Regions from separate parts of the Sus scrofa genome. Here regions 2 and 3 are each linked to region 1. The links are chromatin contacts, called in public HiChIP or PLAC-seq maps. All regions are on one chromosome and are shown on one strand. Each heading gives the region's core, a stretch centred on a gene start, on an enhancer-like site or on the middle of the called end of the contact. The rest is flanking DNA. Distances are from core to core; before and after follow the strand shown. Region 1 overlaps ARPP21 (cAMP-regulated phosphoprotein 21). Region 2 has its middle 170 kb from the start of MIR128-2. Region 3 has its middle 83 kb from the start of MIR128-2.

Region 1 (2,738 bases), core at 152-2,651:
AATTTTTGTTGTAAAATTCCTAAGACCTACCGTGACAAGACAGATGCACCTAATGATATGGTTAAAAACACAGGATCGCTTGGCAAAGGATTGTGGGAATGTGAAAGTTAGTTTTCCTCAAGGATGGTGGTTTGAGTCTGTGAGGGACTAGTGAGCAAGGCTCTGGAGTTTGGGAGGTTTGAGGATATTCCATTCAGTGTATCTGACGGATCTCATATGTCAGTGACACTGGGGATGCGTGTAGGTAACCAAACAAAAAGTTCTCTTTCCCAGCAGAAAACAGTTTGTTTTTCAACGTACTGAGTTGGGGGAGGAGATGGGACTTCTGTGGCCCTTTTTGCCAGAGCATTTCAATTAAAAAAACAAACAAACAAACAGATCATGAGCAGATTTTAAAAAATGAACGAATGGAGCTCGAGTTTTACAAACTGTAAGCCAATCCCTGATACAGATCCTGTTTGTTTGGGTCACCTTTCATGAACTGTTTGATGCAAACAGGCACATTTATAGAATGGGGAAAATATACAGATGAGTGACAGTCATCTGATGACAGCCCTTTACCTTTCACGCAGAATTCCTGCTGTCGTTCTTGGTGACTTATGAGCGGCTTCTGTCTTTCGATGCCAGGAAAATCCACACAAGTGATCAGAGGCAACGGGAGTCCCATGTCCCCATTAACAGTTCAGAACCCCCATCTCCAGGCGATTCCCTTACACGGTCTGACACATCATCCACCTGAAAAAAGATGAAAAGTCAATGATAATGGTTGCAAGAATCACAGTAGGGTGAAGGATGAAATAAACAAGACTGGGTTTCTAACACTAATGACCGGCTTCCAGCAAATCACGTTCCCGGCTTGATCCAGCTCCACCTGTCCCAAGCTGCCTGCTTCTTCTCTAATGAAGGCTACAGCCGGCTGTTCAAGTCAGAACGGCACCCACGCAAGGAGCTAAAATTAACAATTGCATTATGCACCGAAGATTACTCACTTCAATTTTAACCTTTTTTAGTGAAATCTCGCACTTTATATTGAAGGAAAAAAAAAAAAAAAAAAAAAAAAAAACAAGCTTGTGTGTTTGCCTCAATGAGAATCCAAATCACCTTTGAGCAGAAGTCTTGCCTCCTTTTTCAACCAAGGCCTTTGTCTTAATTATAGATCAATCTAATCTACATGAATGCTGTTTCTGTGACTCCTTTCTTCATGAAAGTTATCCTATGAAGGCACATGGAAAGATTTTGGACTTAATGAGGCATTATCTGGAAAGATGAAAAAAATATACAAAGGAAGAAAAAAAACTTTCACCATGACATTGCTGAGAAAGCTCTCTCCTCTCCACTTACAGTTGGGGAAGAAGAATTCCTCCTATTCCAGTTGCTGGATGAACAGTCTATCCACACACCTCCCTCCCCATTAGGATTGCTACCGCCAGCTGGGCATTCTGTTTGACAGCAAAGTGGAGGGATTCAACAGCTTTTCAAACTCTGAGACTGTTGAAAAGAATCCCTGCTATAACGTGCACTTTCTTTTTCTAACAACTCCTACAGAAGCAGAGGCAAAGACAGCTAGAATGCAAACACAGAGACGGATTCCTAATAACGTTTGCCAAAATCAAGCTGGATCTTTCGCCTCTCGCTGCAACTCGACTCTGGTACACACCTGCTAAATCCAACAGCACGCACATCTCTTCACCATAGACCTGTCTTTGAAAACACTACATGCATCTCAGTTATTTAGTCTGAAGTTTAGAAAACCTTTCAGTCTCCCCCTCGCTGCCCCCTCCCAAGTTTAAATGAGCACAGCTGGCTGCTCACTGAATTTTACTGCATATTGGGTTACAACACCATTTGTTGTGTAAGAGGAAAACAACTGTTGAAAATCCAATCACTTAGTCAATAATTTCTAGCTTTATTCATGTCTTATTAAAATGGATAATTGGCTGTAAACTGTTGCTTTTGTTGTTAAAAAATTATATAACTATTGAGAGAAGCAAACATGAATTTAGAACCCAAGTGCATTTCTTGTCAGCAGTAATTTTAATTTTTCAATTTCGACCAGTTTCACCATGGCTACTACAACTATTAAATAGAGGTCAACATGCCTTAAAATTAGGATCTATTTAAGTACCCGGCCCATTATCTAATATGTTTTAGAACAGGCAGCAGTGATGGATGGATTTACCAAGTGCTTTTTGGATTCTGTTTTCCTTCTCCCAAAGAAAATGAAGTTATCAATGATTAACGCAGCCTTCCCGTCTCCTTTTTTTGATGCTCCTATTTGCACAGTGGCGGTTAACCCAGCAGTTGAAGTGGCCATGCAGTTTTCAAATCTAAGCCTTAGATGCCTTATTCCAGTCCCAGTAGGTGGATGCAAGATATAATTCTTTCCATGAAGAAAGAACAAACTGATATTCACGTAACCGTCTCAAAGCGCGAACAGCCTGGATATATGTGTGTGCGTAATTACCAGGACACGTTTTGAAATAGCACTGAGCTCTAAAGCCAGCGAGGTATTATTCTTGCATGCCTGAATCACAAAGTCACCATCCACCAGGATAAAAGAGAATATGGGCATATGGGGATGAGCAGAGAGGAACATATGGATCACAAATATTTTTGTAACTGATTAAAATTGTTCTCTTTGCTAAGAAAGTGGTGCCAGGAAATCAACCCTACTCCAGCTTTCTGTTCCCCAAACTAACCCGACTCTTCCACAGCCGTTTCATCCTAATTTGTTCCAA
Region 2 (2,738 bases), core at 172-2,671, 230 kb before region 1:
TTTTTAAGCTAAAAAGTGAGATTAAGGCAGGAGGTCCTGCCATGGAAAAAAGTGTTGACATTTAAAGCTGCAGGATCTCAGTCCTAGAAAACCAGACACTGGGTGACACAGGCAATAAAATTTAATACCCAGATCTCAACAGGTGGACAGGCTGAAGCTATGATAAACTGTTTCAGCTCTGATGTTTAGCCTGGGAACTGGAGCAGCATGCACCAATAGATGGAGTCATTCAAAAACTAGCTGTATGGAGATGAGAGAGAAAGGTGTGGAGATAGAGATGAGAGAGAAAAAGGCAGGGTAAATGAGGGTCCAAAGATGGCAAAACGCCATCTCCACATGACCCAAGATCCAACTGGGAAAACTGCAAATGGCTTTTTGGAGAAAAGTTTGCCTAATATAATAGTCAAAGAAAAAAAAAAAAGTGCTGCTGCTCAGTACTTTCTTACACCAAATGGAGGCATTGCATAGAGAAAAATAACTTCAGCTAAAATTCTGGACCAGGGTATTCATAGTTTGGCTTCCAGATTCAAATTTTGGCTCTAATTGGGATTAGCACACAATCTTTTTGTTTCTCTCTCCATGCAAGCCCAAATTCTGCAGAATAGGGTCTCATCCTGTTTGGGAATAAAAATGGGTCCCTATCTTGCAATATCATTGGAATAATGTGCTGAAATCCTCTCCTGGTTTGCTTCTTGATATATATTCTTTGTGTCTATTTTTCCTCTATAAATGTTTAGTGCAGCCATTGCCAGTTCTACATCTCTTCTACTCCTTCCACACTCTCACCTGGACCCTCTCGGACTGTCTTCCCGCCCCAGTTTCGGATCTCCCTAAACCTCCTCAGCCCCGGGGTCTTTGTTACATCAAGACCACTCTATTTGCCAGTTCTCCAGCCCCCGCCCCCACCTTCTCCCTAGGCTTCGAGGTCAGCACCTCACAGGCCCAGAATCCGAGAATGAGGAACCCAGGTAATACACAAGTTAAGCGAACTCGCAACCTACGTGAGAGGTACTAATTGACTCACCTCTGAGGTCAACGTTCAAACCAGAGGATCAGTGAGCTGTGGACCTCTGCACCGCCAGAGTCTTTTGCCCAACTCAGAGCAAAGATCGTAGAAATGCAGCTGTTAGACCTACGAGAGTGCCTGTAAGATGAGATCTAGCCTTGACTGGGGGAAACATTCTTGCGCAATCTGTAGCAGATCCTGAGGTAAGAAGAAACTGGGGAGAGGTGGAGTTTTCGGCGCTTGTTACAGGGAGGGGGCGTAGTAGCAAGCAGAGTCCTTTGAGTAAGGACACCTGTATTTAAATCTGTGTATTTAAATCTGCTAGGGAACTTGGTTGTTTTGGTTAGTTTTAGTGTAGATTTAAAAAAATGGGCCCCACTCCAGATCTACTAAATCACATTCTCTGAAGTTGAGTGGGGAATATAAGAATAGCTGCAATAATTGGGAGGCTTGAAAAAAAAAAAGAATAGTTGCAGTAGGGGGCAGGTACTTTTGGATTAGATGGCTGGCAATTGCCGTTTATTTTGCAAGATAAATATTTAGAACTTGTATTTCTGTTTTTAGGCATGTGTGTGTATCAAATCTTCATGTTGGATGCCTTAAACCTACACAATGTTATATGTCAATTGCATTTTTAGGGACCCATCGATGGGACACCTGCCCCCCCGCCCCCCGCCTCAGCCAGACACAATAATAATTACTTGCATGAGCTGTCTCACAATAGGAAGTCCTAGATAAGGAACACAGTGCTCCTGTGCTGTTACACTATTACAGAAACTTAACCAACCCGGAGAATTTGAGAGGGGCCAAAAGGAGGGAGTGACAGGGGTCCCCCTTCCAGTAACAATAATATCTCAATAAAATAGGTAGAAATAAATACAAATGTATATCCTTCTATTTGTCAATAACCACATGAGCATTTTTGCATGTTTATTTTCCATATTTATTTGTAATTGCTATTTATAAACATAGAATTCTGGTCTATCAAGTGTTTTTACCAAAATTTACTTAAACATTCCCAAATGTCAAGCACATGAACTTATTTACCATGTATATAATCTTGCCCTCTCCAATCTATTCTCCAGAAAGCAGCTAAAATGCGCTTTATAAAATACGAACATGACTACACCACTTTTATAATTAAATCTTGAGTGGTTTCCCATGGCTTTTCGAATAAGAATCCAAAAATCCTTTTTTTTTTTTTTTTTTTTTTGTCTTTGTCTTTTTAGGCCTGCACCAATGGCATATGGAGGTTCCCAGGCTAGGGGTCTAATTAGAGCTGTAGCCGCCGGCCTACACCAGAGCCACTGCAACACAGGATCCGAACTGTGTCTGTGACCTACACTACAGCTCATGATTTACAAGGAGATCCTGCTGAATAGCATTGAGAACTATGTCTAGATACTCATGTTGCAACAGAAGAAAGGGTGGGGGAAAAAACTGTAATTGCAATGTATACATATAAGGATAACCTGACCCCCTTGCTGTACAGTGGGAAAAATTAAAAAAAAAAAATTTAATGAGTAAACATTCTGTCATCACCAAAAAAAAAAAAAAGTAATTTTTGTAAAAATTGAAAAAAAAAACAAAAAACAAAAACAAAAACAAAAATCCACACCACGTCAGAGTGGGGTAGTGGTTAAGAGTTGGAGTTTTGTACCCAGATAAAGCCTTCCATCAAAACTTGCTCCATAACTCAGTACTGTGCTTGTGGAGCTAGTGAATAAGGCTC
Region 3 (2,738 bases), core at 148-2,647, 140 kb before region 1:
ATGCCAGGCTGCAGGTTTGATCTCCTGCCAGGCAAAGTGGGTTAAAGGTTCCAGTGTTGCTACAGCTGTTCCGTAGGTTGCAACGGTGGCTCGAATCTGATTGCTCTCCAGGGAACTCCATATGCTGTGGGATTACAAAAAAATTAAGAACTATCTATAAAAACATATGTGATGAACTGGCTTTACTGTGCCTGACACATAATTCTCTATTTTTGAGGTCATGGCAATTTTAAATCTAAATAGACCCTGACTGGAGTTCCCTTTGTGGCTCAGCAAAAACGAACCCTAATAGTATCCATGAAGATTTGAGTTTGATCCCTGGCCTTGCTCAGTGGGTTAAGTAAGGATCCATCATTACCCTGAGCTGTGGTATAGGTCACAGACATGGCTTGGATCCCATCTTGCTATTGCTGTGGCATAGGCTGGCAACTGCAGCTTTGATTGACCCCTAGCCTGCAAACGTCCATATGCTGCAAGTGTGGACCTTAAAAGCATAAAAAAAAAGAAAGAAAAAAGCCCCTGACCATGTGTATCCTTGGTATGGGTCTTCATGCTCTTGATATTACACTGACATGAAAAATGTGATTTTTTCCTACTTAAATTATAATTTTTATAGTACTTACTCAGAGTGTAGTCTCCTATATGATGTATCTAAGTTCATGGTCTCAGGTAATCCTTAGAATTAGTGACAAAATTGCTACCTCATTTTACAGATAGTAAGACCACACCTCAGAAAATGTGAATATTTCCTTTAATTGATATTGAGATGATGCTAGCTAGAATATGGAAACAATTTCCAGAAGAAATAGCAAAATAAGTTTAAACTATCTGCCTCTAAGAGCAGGAATTAGGAATGCAGAAGGGAGAGTTTATCAGTAACACTTACTGTATAACCAACCACCTTATAACTTAGAGGCTTAAGAAAACATTTTTCTCTTGAATCTTCAATTTGGGTAAGGCTTGATGGGAACAGCTCTGCTCCTTGCAGAATCAGTTGGAGTGGCAGTTGGAGGATCCATTTTTGCATAAAATTTGCGAAATCATTGGAAAATGGAAATATTGGAAAGTGTGGAAAATTTTGGAAAGTGCATGTGTGTTTATATGTATTTGCATTCAGAGAGAAATATTTGCTTTTTGTATAACATTTGACGTTCAAAGTGGGACTGCATGACAAGAATTGACCACCACATTCCAGGGCTAATGTCAGCCTGTCCTAGACAGTCCCAGCCTTGAATTCCTGTGATGTTAGAATTCACAACTATAAAAGGTTTGCAACTGTTGCAGATAAGTAAAGAACACATGTGAAATTGGATATCAGAGCCACATGCAGTGGTGTTACATGTTCACCTTTCAGTGATACATCCTAACAGGTGCTAGCAGAGCTGAAACTATGAACATCAATCAGCAGGAATCATAGATGAGCTTCCAGGATCCCTGACATCAGCATGACATACGGACAAGATTCTGCAGCTGTCAGAATATCTGGTGCTTGAAGCTGCATTCCATGACTTTTTACTGATAGACAGAATCTCTTTGAGATGCCTTGGGATTTGGTTGCCATCTGTTGTTGTTCCATGTCCTTATCTTCTGAGTATTTTATGATGATTAACTGATCACACTGTAGAAAAGCAGCATAGAGTAGACAGGAACAAATAGCAATCACTTCCTTTCAGTTAGAGGTGGAGAAGTCCCCTAGCATTATATGACTCATACAAGTTCATAATGTCAGAGATTCTCATACCAGAACATATGTTCATTTACTGTTTCTTATTGTTGAACAGTTGTATGTGCTGGGAACCAAGTTACATGAGCTTAGAGGAATAAGATGAAAGACCACCTTTATGGAGCTGCCAAATTTATGGAGGAAAATATATACCCTTAAAATGTTGGAGGGGAGAGGCATGTAAAAAGCATAGTGAAAACACATGGGAGCCTGCAAGACAGGATTCAGGAAGGTAACCTCTGTCTTCAGCTGTCAAACATGAGAGTGAATTTGCCCTCGTGGTGGCCATGTATGTTTGTATGGGATAAGGAGAGGGGGAGAAGCAGGATGTTTAGGAAGCATTGTACAAAAAGCCAAGAGGCATGACATTGCACCTGTCTTGTCTGAACATTCTTTGCATCAAAAAATGGGCTGAGTAGCCAGGCAATATACCGATTATAATTTGCATTTTCTTAACTACATGGGTTAGACCAGAGTTGTCTTACCTAACATGTTTAGAGAATAGAGCACTAAATGATTATGACAGCTTAGGGAGTTTCCTGATGGCCTAGCAGATTAGGGGCCTGGCATTGTCACTGTTGTGCTCAGGTCACTGCTATGGTGTGAGTTGGATCCCTGGCCTGGGAACTTCCTCATGCCACGGTCACAGCCAAAGTAAATTATGACAGTTTATTGAAAATGGTTAAGTCATTTATAAAAGACATGATAAACTTTTCTGCAGAAAAACTTACCTTGAACAAGAAGAGAAAAATGCATCAAGAAAAGTCAATGCTAATAGAGAACCAGAGGATCTAGCACAGCGAGGCATCAAAAAAGAGAACTTATTCTTTTGAGCAAGAGTGGCATACAAGTAGAACATCCACTGCTACTTCATAAAAGTTCTACTCACTACGATATGGTAGAGATATTTTCAAGATCTTAGGCAGTGCCACCCCCTTCCAAGTTGGTTCACAGGTACAGTTTGCCATTGTACCAGAGTGAGATTTTTTTTACTCCCAATGCTCCAGGCCCACAG

Evidence for each region. HiChIP or PLAC-seq counts read pairs in DNA pulled down with a chosen protein or histone mark.
Region 2: an H3K27ac HiChIP or PLAC-seq map of skeletal muscle shows a contact between it and region 1, with 5 times the contacts expected there. The contact joins two enhancer-like sites. A contact is called at or near these places in 2 of 47 Hi-C or Micro-C datasets (both in skeletal muscle) and 1 of 2 datasets of contacts at active chromatin or transcription factors (skeletal muscle).
Region 3: an H3K27ac HiChIP or PLAC-seq map of skeletal muscle shows a contact between it and region 1. The contact joins two enhancer-like sites. A contact is called at or near these places in 1 of 47 Hi-C or Micro-C datasets (skeletal muscle) and 1 of 2 datasets of contacts at active chromatin or transcription factors (skeletal muscle).

What each region holds. Positions count from the first base shown.
Region 1 is chr13:20,975,289-20,978,026 of Sscrofa11.1, reverse strand. It overlaps ARPP21 (cAMP-regulated phosphoprotein 21), which reads right to left. Exons shown (of 22, transcript XM_005669338.3): 1 at 2,180-2,738; 2 at 562-735. Among named protein-coding and RNA genes, the nearest start is that of ARPP21, 21 kb to the right of the region's middle. Within about 2 kb of position 1,401, at least 3 of the 83 cell types and tissues checked have an H3K27ac peak or open chromatin away from gene starts, as enhancers often do. A contact at or near this core is called in skeletal muscle, where this site is marked.
Region 2 is chr13:21,207,349-21,210,086 of Sscrofa11.1, reverse strand. No RefSeq gene overlaps it. Among named protein-coding and RNA genes, the nearest start is that of MIR128-2, 170 kb to the right of the region's middle. Within about 2 kb of position 1,421, at least 4 of the 83 cell types and tissues checked have an H3K27ac peak or open chromatin away from gene starts, as enhancers often do. A contact at or near this core is called in skeletal muscle, where this site is marked.
Region 3 is chr13:21,119,675-21,122,412 of Sscrofa11.1, reverse strand. No RefSeq gene overlaps it. Among named protein-coding and RNA genes, the nearest start is that of MIR128-2, 83 kb to the right of the region's middle. Within about 2 kb of position 1,397, at least 3 of the 83 cell types and tissues checked have an H3K27ac peak or open chromatin away from gene starts, as enhancers often do. A contact at or near this core is called in skeletal muscle, where this site is marked.